4 separate regions of the Mus musculus genome follow, and all the other regions are linked to region 4. A link is a contact called in public promoter capture Hi-C data. All regions are on one chromosome and are shown on one strand. The core of a region is the stretch at or near the end of the contact, and the rest is flanking DNA. Distances in the headings are between cores, read along the strand shown. Region 1 holds the start of Usp54 (ubiquitin specific peptidase 54). Region 2 holds the start of Ndst2 (N-deacetylase/N-sulfotransferase (heparan glucosaminyl) 2). Region 3 holds the start of Chchd1 (coiled-coil-helix-coiled-coil-helix domain containing 1). Region 4 holds the start of Fam149b (family with sequence similarity 149, member B).

Region 1 (2,826 bases), core at 101-2,600, 270 kb before region 4:
AGTAGCACTACGGCTTGGGAGCCTGGATTGACTTGAAAAAGTATGAGGAAGGCCAGCCCGAGTTGCTCGTTCTCTGCTTCTTGACTACCACTGCAGGGTGACCAGTTGTCCGGGCTTCTTCCGCTAAGCCTTTCCTGCTGTGAGCCAAAGTAATTTTTTCTCAATTTGCTTTGTTAAATATTTTCTCATAGAGAAAAGACCAAGTACAATTTGGGCATCTTTCTTTCCATTTAGTACTGATCAGTAGAAGTCTGTGCTTTTGCCTTGGTGTGGCACTTCTGTGCCTTGGCACTATGTATTAGAAGACTTGGTTGGAATACTGATAGTGAGCAAGAGAACCAATAGCTTTCTTCTTTTAAACTTGGCACTTGCTTTGCTGCCAAAGGACTGCTTTACTTTTAAGCATATTGTTAAAATGTAAGCTTAATTAGTTTTGGACAGTGTCCATGGTTGTTTAATTTCACCAATAAACTTTAATTAAATCTTTTTTTAGTGACCAAGGATTTTCTCTCAAGGTTTAGAAATAAAGCCAACTTTCATAAATGGCAAGAATTTTGCTGATGAGTTTTTTCCTCAGTATGCTTATAAAACAACTCATTTCAATAAAGCTGTTTAATAAGCAGAGTGATACACAGATACATGTGTGTTGGTCTTCTTGGCCTTTATGCCCTGCCTGCAAATGCAAGTTCTGTTTGACTGATCACATGTTTTAGGGTGGGATCCAACTGCAGCTCCCTAAAGAGGTGTGGAGATCTTGGCTGGAAGAACCTTTAGAGTCAGTTCTTGTTTTAAATCGACTGGCAACCCCAGCAGCTTGGTTTACATAATTTCTATTCATACAGTTTCCTAATTTCTTTAATAGCATGGCCCATTTTAGTGTTTAAGACGGAAGACTTTTGCCCATTACAATGGTTTCACTGCAGATAGTCTTGGGACTTTGAATTGACTCAGACAGCATTGTTTTTGGTGGTTCTCTAGGGCACTGCAAAGGTGTCTTCTCACAGACACCACACAAAGAGTTCTTTTAGGACCAGCCCTTTGGAAGCAGCTGCCACCCTGCAAACCTTACTTTCCGATGACCTTGCCTTCAGGAGTGCCTCTGGATGAAGCAGCCTCTCATATAGTTGTTGTAAACCTCCTGTGACGTTCGTCATAAGTCTTTCCCAGAGTTCTGGTTAGTTCCTTCAGTTTTAGCTTCTCAATGAATTGTTCCTGGTAGTTGGCAAAAAAATTGTTTTATCCCTGACATCCTGTTGTGTGCCTTTGTGGTTAGATGAACAGTTTCCCACTGTTGCTCCTTGCGCTTGTCTCCTCCCTCTGTACCCTAGCCTCTGTTCCGGTCTGTGTCACTGCCCCACAGATGCCCTTGTGAGTGCTTGCAGTTTTTTCCTGAGCTCGAATGGGTTGTCTGGTAAGCATTGTAGTTGTATTAAAACTGTGTAGAGGGAGGATACCATGACTGAGTAGTGTTTGTGAAGTTATTCCAGCCCACCCCACCCTCACCCCTCTAATAGCTTACTTTGAAATTGAGTTTTGAACTCAATTTTCAGGAGATTTTTTTATGTTGTCTTTTTTTTTTTTCTTTCTCCAACCAGATGTTAAATTTGTGAATTTTATTTTCTTCCTCTAACATATATTGTATATATGAACTTGTTAGAATTAAAGGGGAGATTTACAAGTTTAAAGAAAAGAGTTGTAGGTTTAGTGTTTTGAATTTCCTTAAAACAAGTTATTTGTTAGAAGGTTGTATTCTTTGTATTTATTTTTCAAACTCAATATATGGGCTAAGGAAGTAACAGAGGTCCTGTTTTTTGGCTAACCTGTGCAGTAACATTACTTTCAGACGCAGAGTGATGTCCTTTTCCATCACCAGAATGTTCTTGGTAAAATTCATTTAGATTTTGACAGTATGTTTTCATTCTGGGAAGTGGTTTGCTGAGTATTTCAGAGTGGCAGATGCTTGCTTCTAGAGAGTACTTTAGGAAGTTAGATTTGGTCATTAGACCTTTTCCCTTCTGGTATGAGGTATTTTGATCCTTTGAAAATAAAATGTTTTATATTTGATGCTCAGGTTATTCCAATGCCATTTGAACAGTATTTCATAATGCTATTATTTTCTTGGATTGTATATTTTGACCTTCATCTAAGAAATAGTGGGGTGCATGCATGTGTGTGTGTGTGCGCTTGCACTCACATTTTTTAAAAGCTTTGGGTTCTGTAGAACTGCTACTAACAATATGAGGAAAATTTACTGAGATTTTATTGCTGTTTAGTTGAATCTGCTTTATAAGTGGAGGTTGTGCTTGTACAATAATAATTTCTTGATCTCCTAGGTTCTATGCTAAATGCTACACATATATTTCTAATTTTCACTACAACCCTGACAAGTAGATAGTATTTTTCCTTATCATGCATAGGTAGAACTTCTCCCTGTCCTCTTCAGACCCTTGCAGTATGAGAATGACTCCCACCTTTTAAGAGCTAAGGACACCCAAGGAGCTGAAGGGGTCTGCAACCCAATAGGTGGAACAACACTGAACTAACCAGTACCCCCAGAGCTCTTGTCTCCAGCTGCATATGTAGCAGAAGATGGCCTAGTTAGCCATCATTGGGAAGATAGGCCCCTTGATATTGCAAACTTTATATGCCCCAGCACAGGGGAACGCCAGGGCCGAGAAGCGGGAGTGGGGGTGGGGGAGGCTAGGGGAGCAGGGTGGGGGAAGGGTATAGGGAACTTTCGGGATAGCATTTGAAATGTATATAAAGAAAATATCTAATAAAAAAAAAGAGCTAAGGACATGCTGTGTGTCCAGTAATGTTCATTTG
Region 2 (2,725 bases), core at 87-2,586, 390 kb before region 4:
GTGGTGGTCCCCATGCTGACCCTCATCTAGGCCTGGGCCCTCTGCCAAGTGCCCCTGTGGGATGGGAGGAGTGAGGCAGTGGGTAAGAGTTGGTGGTTGTTTCTATGCATTCTGGCTGCCCTCTGGGCTGCCTCCCTTCTTCCCATGCTGCACGCCCAACTCTTTCCCTGGGTTTGAGATCGAACTGACTGCTTGGGTGAGAAGTGTCCTCTTTAAAGAGGCTCTTTATTGACCAACCGAAGTATAGACTTTTCTGCTGGACAATCTGCATGGGCATCACCCCCTCGCCTGCATGTACCCACAAAGGGGTCCAGAGCCAAGGCTCCTGCATTCATTGTCCCTCTCTGTGCTCAAGGAGGTCCATTCCAGGAAGAAAAGGTCTGTACCTTAGGCAGATAACAGAGAAGATAATGGAAGAGGCAATTGGTCATAGTCTTGGTTCCCTCCCACCAAACAACTGCACATTATCTGCATTGGGGGGGGGGGTAGATTTCAGCTCCTTGGGTGACCTTCAGGAGGCACAGGAGCTGGGAAAAGAGAACTACAGAGTATGGAGCCAGCTGAGAAGAGAACAAACGCATGGGTGCTGGTGCTTGAATTTAGCCAGGCTCCTCAAGCACTTGTGCATGCCTCAGACCCTGGACCCTAGACCCTTCCTGCCCTGCAGCCTGCAGTGCCAGCCAACAGATACCTTCATCACAGGGTTTGGTTTTGCTGGCTTGAAGACAACAAATGGTCTTAGAGCTCTTTGAGACCCATAGCTTCATGTGGCTGCTCCAGCCCCACTTCTTAGCGTTCTTACTCCACTTCTGGGGCTAATGTCAGCATCTATAGACTATTAATAGACTATTTAAAAAACAAACCACCTTTTAAACAGGAAATGGAAGGCATTTGATGCAGAACTTTTGCATGATGACATAGAAATAATTTAAAATAGTGTTTGTTCTGAATGTTGGTAGTCCCTTCATAGCTTTGTTACAATGAAACCTTGAAGATATTTAATAAAATAACCTTTAAACAGTCCATTGTGTTATTGCTGTTGGAGGCTCGTAGCCGTGGGCTTAGATTTTAGCAGCCTGCGTGACAAGGCTTCACTAGGAGACGAACATCTTTTTGCCCATTCCCTTGGGGAGCAAGGAAGAAAACTTCTCATAAACTCAGCCTGGGCTGCTGTATTGGGGGGTGGCAGGGAGGAAGTAGCCTCTTAGGCGGTGGGCCGAGTCTTCGCCCCGCCCCAGGCGGAGGTGGCCCCGCCCTTGGTACGCGGGCTCCCTCCTCCGCGGGTCTGAGTGGACAGGCCTGGGCCCTGGGCCCGCCCCGACGCTCCGCAGACTGTGCCACCCGGCGTGGAGGACGGGGTCCACCCTGGTGGGCTGAGCGCGAGGCCGGAGGGCTGGGAGGCTGCGGCTGGGCTGAGCACTGCGGAGGGCCGTCGGCTTATCCCAGGTCCCGGTCACGCAGCGGCCACGCTCGGGGAGCGCGCGGACCTGAGCGGGCACCACGAGCCGCAGCGCGCCGCCTCCCCCTGGTGGGAGCGGTACTTGAGCCCGACTGCGGCGGAGCGTTCGCTCGGAGATGGCGGAGCCGCCGCGACGCGGCCCGAGGCCCCGCGAGCAGGGAAGCCGGGCAGCCCCGGGACGCGGCAGGGCCCGGGGACAGCGGGGACGCCGCCCACTCCACCGGGTGAGCCATCTTTGAGAGCAGTCTCCCGTCCACGGTCGCCCTCGGTTTTCGCGATCAGACTTCCTGCGAGTGTCGCCACCGAAACCACCCGCAGGGTCGTCCTGGGCGACCACCCATCTGGCCCTGTGCACCCTGCCCCGAGTCCCAGCCGCTGGCCTCCCCTCAGTTGCCTTATTCTGGCCACTCCGCCCAGGGCACACGGGGTTCTTAAACCCAGTGCCTGTCTGGATGCCAACTCTCGGCCGCACCCCTGCCCCTTTCCCTCCAGCTCCCCCACCTGTGGGCTCCCCATTTCCCGTAGTTCCCGCAGGAGGGTCCTTCTATCCTCAAGGTCAGGTCCTTCCTCCCACAGCGTGGCCCCTGTTGTTTATTCCAGTGGTGGGCCCACACCTCCAGCCCACCCTGACCCTGTATTTGCTGCCCACTTTGGCAGACGACCCTTAGGTTTCTCCTTCCTCAGAAACTTTCCACTGCCACACACATGTTCTTCCTCCAACTTAGTCATCCCACTGCTCCCCCACCAAAAGTTCTCACATGATCCCCTCTCTAAATCTCACTGGCTTCCTCTAGGTATGAAGCTAAAATACAGTGGTTACAACACAGGAGGTTGACAGGCCTGACCTTTGAATCCCAGTTCATCCACAAACGGAGCTTTGTAATCTCGGGTAAGTTACTAAACTTCTCTGGGCCAGAAATTATGCGTGTGTAAAATGGAACTACTACTAGTTATATGTGTTTTCATAACTGTTAGAGCTGACATTAAATACAGGTGCTTCTTGCATTTACTGATAAACTTTTAAGATATCCTAAACTACTGACCACAAGAGCTTATCAGTTTGTGCCCTCTGCTCAGTGACGCCAGTTGCTTCACCTTCTGTTTGTGTGGCTGAGCAAGTACTTGCAGTGTGTCTCAAATGAAAAGTATTGTTGGGGCTGGAGAGGTAGCTTAGTGGTTCCAAACTTCCAAAGGCCCTGAGTTCAGTCCTCAGCACCCACATGGTGGCCTACAATCTGATGCTGTCTTCTGGTGTGCAGATGTACA
Region 3 (3,131 bases), core at 451-2,950, 350 kb before region 4:
TGGCCTGGTCTACAGAGTGAGTTACAGGACAGCCAGGAATACACAGAGAAACTCTCTTTCAAAAAAGAAAAAGAAAAAAAACAAAAAAAAAACAAAAACAAAACAAAAGAAAGGAAATGAAGAGCATCCCAGGAATAAAGAACTTCCAGGGTTTGGGGAGATTATAGAGCCCAAGAAAGGACGTGCTCAGGTTGGCTCAGAGGTTGGGTGCTTGCCCAGTGAAGGGAAAGGCAGAGATATTCCTCTTCAGGATGGGGCTGGAGGTGTGAGGAGAAGCAGCTAATTAGAAGAAATGGCCAACTTCTTTTTAGAGGATTTTATTTCAAGACAGCATCCAGAATACGATTCATTCAAAAGAGCAAAATTAAGTATTTTGCCTCATTTTACCCTTCAAAAACTCGTAGCAATGCAAATGCAAACCGCAAACCTCCCAAACGTGCCTCTCTGTATAGCTTTTGGAAATGAGAGTTCATTGAAAATATTTCTCCATTTTCAGATGAGATGAGATTTGTTGGGAAATCTCTGTAACAACTTGGTCATCTTGTGGGGAGATAAACTCTCGGACTGTCCCAGAGACTCCTGGATTGATCTCATCTTCCTGGCTTCCTGAAAACACAACAGAAAACAGAAAACAAAAAACAAAGTCACAGTTCTTTAGCTTATTCTGACCTAGACCCATAATTTTTATAATATTCCAAACCCCAAGAGACCCTGCCTCAAGGAATAAAGTGGAAGAGGAATGGAGGAAAATTCCAGACGTTTACCTCAGGCCACCACACAGCACTGGTGCCCACAGATGTGTCCCTGCATTTTCAAGCACGCAAGCACTTACACACATACACACACACACACACACACACACACCCCAAACAAACAAACAAAAAACCCAAAGGAACAAAAAGGGGATTTAAAGGGATTGGGGATGTACAAATGATTGTTATCATCTCAAACTACTATTCTGGCTAGCAAATTAGTGAAGATCAACCTATGACAAAACTTAGCTTTTTCTCACTTTGGTGAGGGTGAGCCAGTCACAGATGAATGGGAGACTCTGTACATAATTTAACACAGGGCGGTGTGAACCATTTCTTTGCGTTTGGTTTTTTTTTTTTGGTTTTTCGAGACAGGGTTTCTCTGTGTAGCCCTGGCTGTCCTGGCACTCACTTTGTAGACCAGGCTGGCCTCGAACTCAGAAATCCACCTGCCTCTGCCTCCCAAGTGCTGGGATTAAAGGCGTGCGCCACCACGCCCGGCTTGAACCATTTCTTTGTATTCCCCTTTCTTTTCCCAAGAAGGCACGCTAGGAGCCAGACATCACCTGAGCCCTGGAAGAACAATCGAAGAAGTCCTGGATCTCTTTCCTGCACGCCTCGTCGCGGAATTCATTCTGCTTCCAGCAAGCCATCATCATCGACATCTCCGTGATACAGGTTGCCTCTGGAGGGGAAGAACTGGGAGACCTTCAGCCACAGGGCGACCTAACACCTCTCCCCCGAGATTACCTAGCCGCCCCCGCTCCAAGTGCTCACCTCCCTTTTCTCTACGTCGGTTCCCGACGCGGTTAGCTAAGATAAGAGGCTTGTTGGGTTTCAGTATAGGTTTTCCCGGGTTCGCAAACCGCGCCAGGCGGCCGCGTAGACTGGGCGTCGCCATTTTGCACAGCGTTCCCAGTAGGCTCCGCGGCGCCGTGCGTGACCCCTCTTGACCTCTACGCGCTTGGCGTGCGGACAACGGGCAGCTGTGCGCGCACTTTCCGGGTCTTGGCCTCACGGTGACACTGGATTCGAACCCCGTCGGGCCGGCAGCCGACAGCAGGTTAGGATGCTATAGGTTGTGCGCGCCCTTTGCGTGCTCGGGACCCGGCAGGATTCAGGGGCCCCGTGTCCGCGGCTGCCACTTATTTGTGAGTCGGTGTCTGCGTGTGGGCACCACGTGAGTGCCGCGTCCGTGGCGGCCAGGGGAAGGCGTTGGATCCCGTGGGGCTGGAGTTAAGGATTTTGGATTGCAAAGGACTTTTGTTTTAACAAGTCTGTGAGAATGATGATTCCTTTTGCCAGGCGGTGGTGACGCTCGCCTTTAAATCCCGGCACTGGGGAGGTGGGGAGGCGGGGAGGCGGGGAGGCAGGCGGATCTGAGTTTGAGGCCAGCCTGGTCTCCAGGACTGCCAGGGCTACACAGAGAAACTCTGTAGCAGAAAAACCAAAATAATAAAATGGTTGCTTTTTACAACTCTTACATGGACTGCTAGGTAGATACTGTTTACTCGTTTGGAATGATCGCACAGTAGGGTGAACGTTGTAACATTTACGTGTGACATACACAACATTTAATATTAGAGCAACTATATCACTTCTTTTTATAGACCTCCAGTTGTGATTTGTTGGACTTGAGTGTTTGACTTAACTGTTTACAAAACCGAATCAAAAGATGTGCTATATATAGATTCTTTGGTATTTGCAAATGAATTCAAGACATTTCTGCTAATGGAAGCGGAATCCAGCAGTCCTGTAGTTTATATGATGTCTACTTTAGAGCAAGGTATATTTGCTGACATTTTTTACCTCAGATGTTTGGAATTCTCCCTTGATAGCCTACGTGGATGCCTTTCTTCCGGAGTCACATAGCTAATTCAGGAGGGAAATTCCAGGAATGGGCCTGACCAAAAAGTCCATCTTTTGGTCAGTATTTAGTATCTAATAAAGCTTGCTTTAAATTTAGCCCAAAATGGTGGACTTCGTTTTTCTGGCGAATCCCAAGATTAACACTGGGTTCACATCAGAGGGGTTTTCCCTCTCTTACCACACCCTACCGGCAGCCATCAAGGCACCTTTTTTATTGTCACACACATTTATATTGTTTGTGACCTTATGTACCCCAACATCTACTTTGAAATCTTAGCTAGCTCAGGGTCTGGAGAGGTAGCTCCGTGCTTAAAGAGTGTTTTTAGCTCTTCCAGAGGACTGTTTGGTTTCCAGCATCCACGTTGCAGGGCTCATAATTACTTCTACCAACACCTCGAACGCACACATGGGTAAATTTCTTTTCTTTCCCAAACTTTAATTTGCATTTGCTAACAAATCTTTTTTATCCACTTTACAAAACTATGGAACACTTCACGAATTTGCGTGTCA
Region 4 (2,996 bases), core at 126-2,625:
CACTTTGGGGAAATGATTATTTCTTAGTTTTATTCCCTAAGGAGCTTATTATCTGATTTGCTGTTGTGCAAATAACATATTCCTTAATAGATAACATGCTTCTGAAAAGCAAGGAGAGGTTCTCTTCTTTGTATGGCTCTTTTACCAAGTAAAGGCGGGAAGAAGAAAGTAGTGCTATCACTTATTGAGGATCTATTATGTACCAGCCCTACGTCATCATTTTAGGTATACTTGTACATCTTAGTTGTATACATAGACAGGAAGGCCCAGATCTAGTTAAATTTCCTAAAAGCTAAGTGGCAAGAAAAGTATCCATCTAAAAATCTCAGGTGTGACTTTAAATGAATGTTATTGGAATGCATAATAAGTGTATGGCTGTTGAAATTGCTTACTTCAATGAGGAGGACCAATGGGACTTGGTTTAAACGTTCAGGCCCTATTGGGTTCAGATGTGGAAGCTTTCTAATTTTATCTGAGCAACAGAAGCTAGTTACAGCAATCTTTCAGAACTGCTGAAAGGACCAAGAAACTGCAGGTTCTTTTGAAATTGCAAAGTACCAGTCAGTAGATATAAGGCTCTATGTTACACTTTACTAAGGGTACAAAGCAGGTTTTTAAACTACCAAAGTGCTTGCTTTTTAGCATTATTTGCAGGGGGTGTGACGGCAATGTGTGAATTGCTTGACAACAGGCTTTACAATCGGATTGACCCTTGGTTTGTACGTCTGAGCTGCACCACCTTCTAGATACAACCTTTAGACCTGTGATCTTTATTTGTAGGATGTGCAAAGTTGGTCTCAACCTGATTTCGCTATTGCATTCAAGCAAACAGCTTTGCATGGTGTTCTGAACTAGACACGTTCAACGTTATTGTAGCATTTAAGCTATTATCTTCAGTGGGGTCAAAAGCACTGTGGGAACAACGGATGCAGCACTCCCTCAATTCAGGACCTAACAGTCCCAAAGGCACACCCTAAGCTGGTGACCCAAAGACAAAAGGCAGCTTCCACCAGGGCTGGGAGGTGAGAATCCGGGATAGTATTTTCCCTCCCTATGTCTGGGACGGGAAAGGAGAGGACGGGCCTTATAAGGTCCCTTGAGCTCCGGCGGCCCAAGCTGGGCGAGCAGAGCAATCCACTCACAGCTCCACGCTCTGCGGCACGGCCTTCCGAGTGTATCTGGAGATCATCCTCCTTTTTCTCCTCTGCGGCCAGGGCGGGCAAGCCAGGGCGGGGGCCTCGGGGCCTGGCCCTCCCGCCGGCTCCGGCCCGGCCCCCTCCTGCCACCTACCGGCCCCGTCTCGCCCCGTCTCGCCCCGTCGCTTAGATTCCGGACCGCCACCTCCCAGAGTTCCCACTCTATAGTCTTCCGACCTGCCTCCTTCCTCTCATGAGCGGAAGTGACGAAGGTACAGCGTCTTTCGGAAATTGGCTCCGATGCGCACTAGAGACTATACTCAGGGTTCCGAGCCTCACGACTTGCAGGCGTTCAGGCGTGGATCAGGGCCCAAGCGAACGCGAGGACCCAGCATGGGCCGGGATTGGGCGGTTGGTGGTCGCCTCTGACCAAGTGTCCTGCTGGAAGAGGCAGCCAAGGAAAGGTGCCAGAGCAGAGGCGCACGAGAGAGCTATTGAAAGGGATCGCTTTACTTTTGTCAGGTGGAAGAAGAGCGTCTAGTTTGGTGAAGGAGCACTATACCGCGCCAGGACAGTGCTCCTGGTGGCTCCTCTTCTGTACTCTCGGGTATGTCATTTTTCATTAATTCCCATGATCTCAAGTCCAATTCTGACTCTGTAAATTCTACATAAAGAGCCCTGCTTGGATTTAGGGTGAGGGTGGGTAGAGTTTTTCCTTGATCCGCCAGGGTGAGAGGCAGCACGATTCTAATTTACAGTGGTGAGTGGGTAGTTGCATAGAAGGTGCAGGTTCCTTATTGGTTCATTGCAAAGCCAAGTAAGCTTAGGAATTAAATTGCTGCGTTAGGTGGGCATCCGGAACCATGACCAATTATTTTGGGACGAAACTCCGACACGCAAGTGTTGGCACTTTTAAATCTTCTATAGAAGCCCTGTAGAGCAAGGGGCATTGCTTTTTAACGCACCTAGTAACACAATTTTAAAGGAAGGTGTTTTAGAGACGGCAGACTAACACTTTCATTTCACGACTAAGTAGAAAGCTCAAGAAAGTAAAGTGCCCAAAGTATGCCACCGACTGAAGCACGGTTGGAAGGTGTGAGAGAATAATGGATAGTAATGGAATGTTTTCAAACTGTGTTACACACACTGCTGCCGACTGAAGGGCAAACATTTATTTATTTGTGAGAAAGGATCGTCTTATGTTACCTAGCCTAGCCTCAAAATCCTGGACCCAGGTGATCCTTTTGCCTTGATCTCTCAGCTGAGACCATAGGCACACCTAGCTATTTTTAACTTTTATCCTCACATACTTCTTTGGTTTGGGAAGTGAGTTGTTGGACTTTCATTTACTCCATAATATCAAGGTTTCCAGTTCACATAATTTAATTTTAAGGAAGATAGTTTTAAGTCTGTTATTCAGAGGATAAATCAAGTGGTGTCTGGTAAAGGCCGGAACCATGATGGTAGGTGTGTATCAAATTTGGGGGAAATAATGTAGTCACCTAGAAGAATTCTGAGAATGCTGTTATTTCTCCTTTTGTGTGGCTTATGTCCCTTGAACTTTGATGGCCATTTTTAGAGAAGAATGGAGGGCAGTGGAAAGCTCGCAATGGTAGAGGATGCTGTGGAGTACCATCTCTTCCTGATACCAGATAAAGCCAGAGGCACAGAAGAGCACAGAGAGATTCTTCAGAAGTACATTGAACGGATAATGACCCAGTTCGCACCCATACTGGTCCCTTATATCTGGCAGAATCAGCCTTTCAATCTCAAATACAAGCCTGCAAAAGGTAAAGTAAGCCTTCCTTCTGAGAGACTTGTTCCATAACCTTAAAAGCCACTGACGTCTGCCCACATATA

Evidence for each region. Promoter capture Hi-C pulls out the DNA fragments that hold promoters and counts their contacts.
Region 1: a contact with region 4 is called in a promoter capture Hi-C map of second pharyngeal arch cranial neural crest. The contact joins the promoter of Usp54 here to the promoter of Fam149b in region 4. A contact is called at or near these places in 8 of 39 promoter capture datasets (the C10 cell line, the HPC-7 cell line, cranial neural crest and 5 more) and 1 of 115 datasets of contacts at active chromatin or transcription factors (embryonic stem cells).
Region 2: a promoter capture Hi-C map of pre-B cells shows a contact between it and region 4, with 2.5 times the contacts expected there. The contact joins the promoter of Ndst2 here to the promoter of Fam149b in region 4. A contact is called at or near these places in 7 of 39 promoter capture datasets (the C10 cell line, cranial neural crest, fetal liver and 4 more), 1 of 484 Hi-C or Micro-C datasets (embryonic stem cells), 4 of 115 datasets of contacts at active chromatin or transcription factors (bone marrow-derived macrophages, embryonic stem cells, pancreatic cancer cells and 1 more) and 2 of 9 other capture datasets (adipose tissue and liver).
Region 3: a contact with region 4 is called in a promoter capture Hi-C map of the HPC-7 cell line. The contact joins the promoter of Chchd1 here to the promoter of Fam149b in region 4. A contact is called at or near these places in 12 of 39 promoter capture datasets (the C10 cell line, the HPC-7 cell line, cranial neural crest and 7 more), 2 of 484 Hi-C or Micro-C datasets (both in B cells), 11 of 115 datasets of contacts at active chromatin or transcription factors (the SCID.adh cell line, double positive thymocytes, effector CD8 T cells and 6 more) and 5 of 9 other capture datasets (adipose tissue, embryonic stem cells, liver and 2 more).

What each region holds. Positions count from the first base shown.
Region 1 is chr14:20,616,878-20,619,703 of GRCm38.p6, reverse strand. It overlaps Usp54 (ubiquitin specific peptidase 54), which reads left to right and starts at 1,350. Exons shown (of 21, transcript NM_030180.2): 1 at 1,350-1,411.
Region 2 is chr14:20,733,173-20,735,897 of GRCm38.p6, reverse strand. Ndst2 (N-deacetylase/N-sulfotransferase (heparan glucosaminyl) 2) reads left to right here and starts at 1,336. Exons shown (of 15, transcript NM_010811.2): 1 at 1,336-1,683; 2 at 2,254-2,348. Camk2g (calcium/calmodulin-dependent protein kinase II gamma) reads left to right here. Exons shown (of 21, transcript NM_001360186.1): 21 at 1-1,025.
Region 3 is chr14:20,701,596-20,704,726 of GRCm38.p6, reverse strand. Chchd1 (coiled-coil-helix-coiled-coil-helix domain containing 1) reads right to left here and starts at 1,700. Exons shown (of 3, transcript NM_025366.3): 1 at 1,530-1,700; 2 at 1,319-1,437; 3 at 302-606. The coding sequence starts at 1,653. The coding sequence ends at 493. 6230400D17Rik (RIKEN cDNA 6230400D17 gene) reads left to right here and starts at 1,628. Exons shown (of 1, transcript NR_029446.1): 1 at 1,628-2,715. Gm25328 (a small nuclear RNA gene) reads right to left here; the gene lies at 3,098-3,131.
Region 4 is chr14:20,346,541-20,349,536 of GRCm38.p6, reverse strand. It overlaps Fam149b (family with sequence similarity 149, member B), which reads right to left and starts at 1,375. Exons shown (of 14, transcript NM_001024512.2): 1 at 1,143-1,375. The coding sequence starts at 1,189. It overlaps Ecd (ecdysoneless cell cycle regulator), which reads left to right and starts at 1,416. Exons shown (of 14, transcript NM_027475.3): 1 at 1,416-1,743; 2 at 2,716-2,926. The coding sequence starts at 2,722.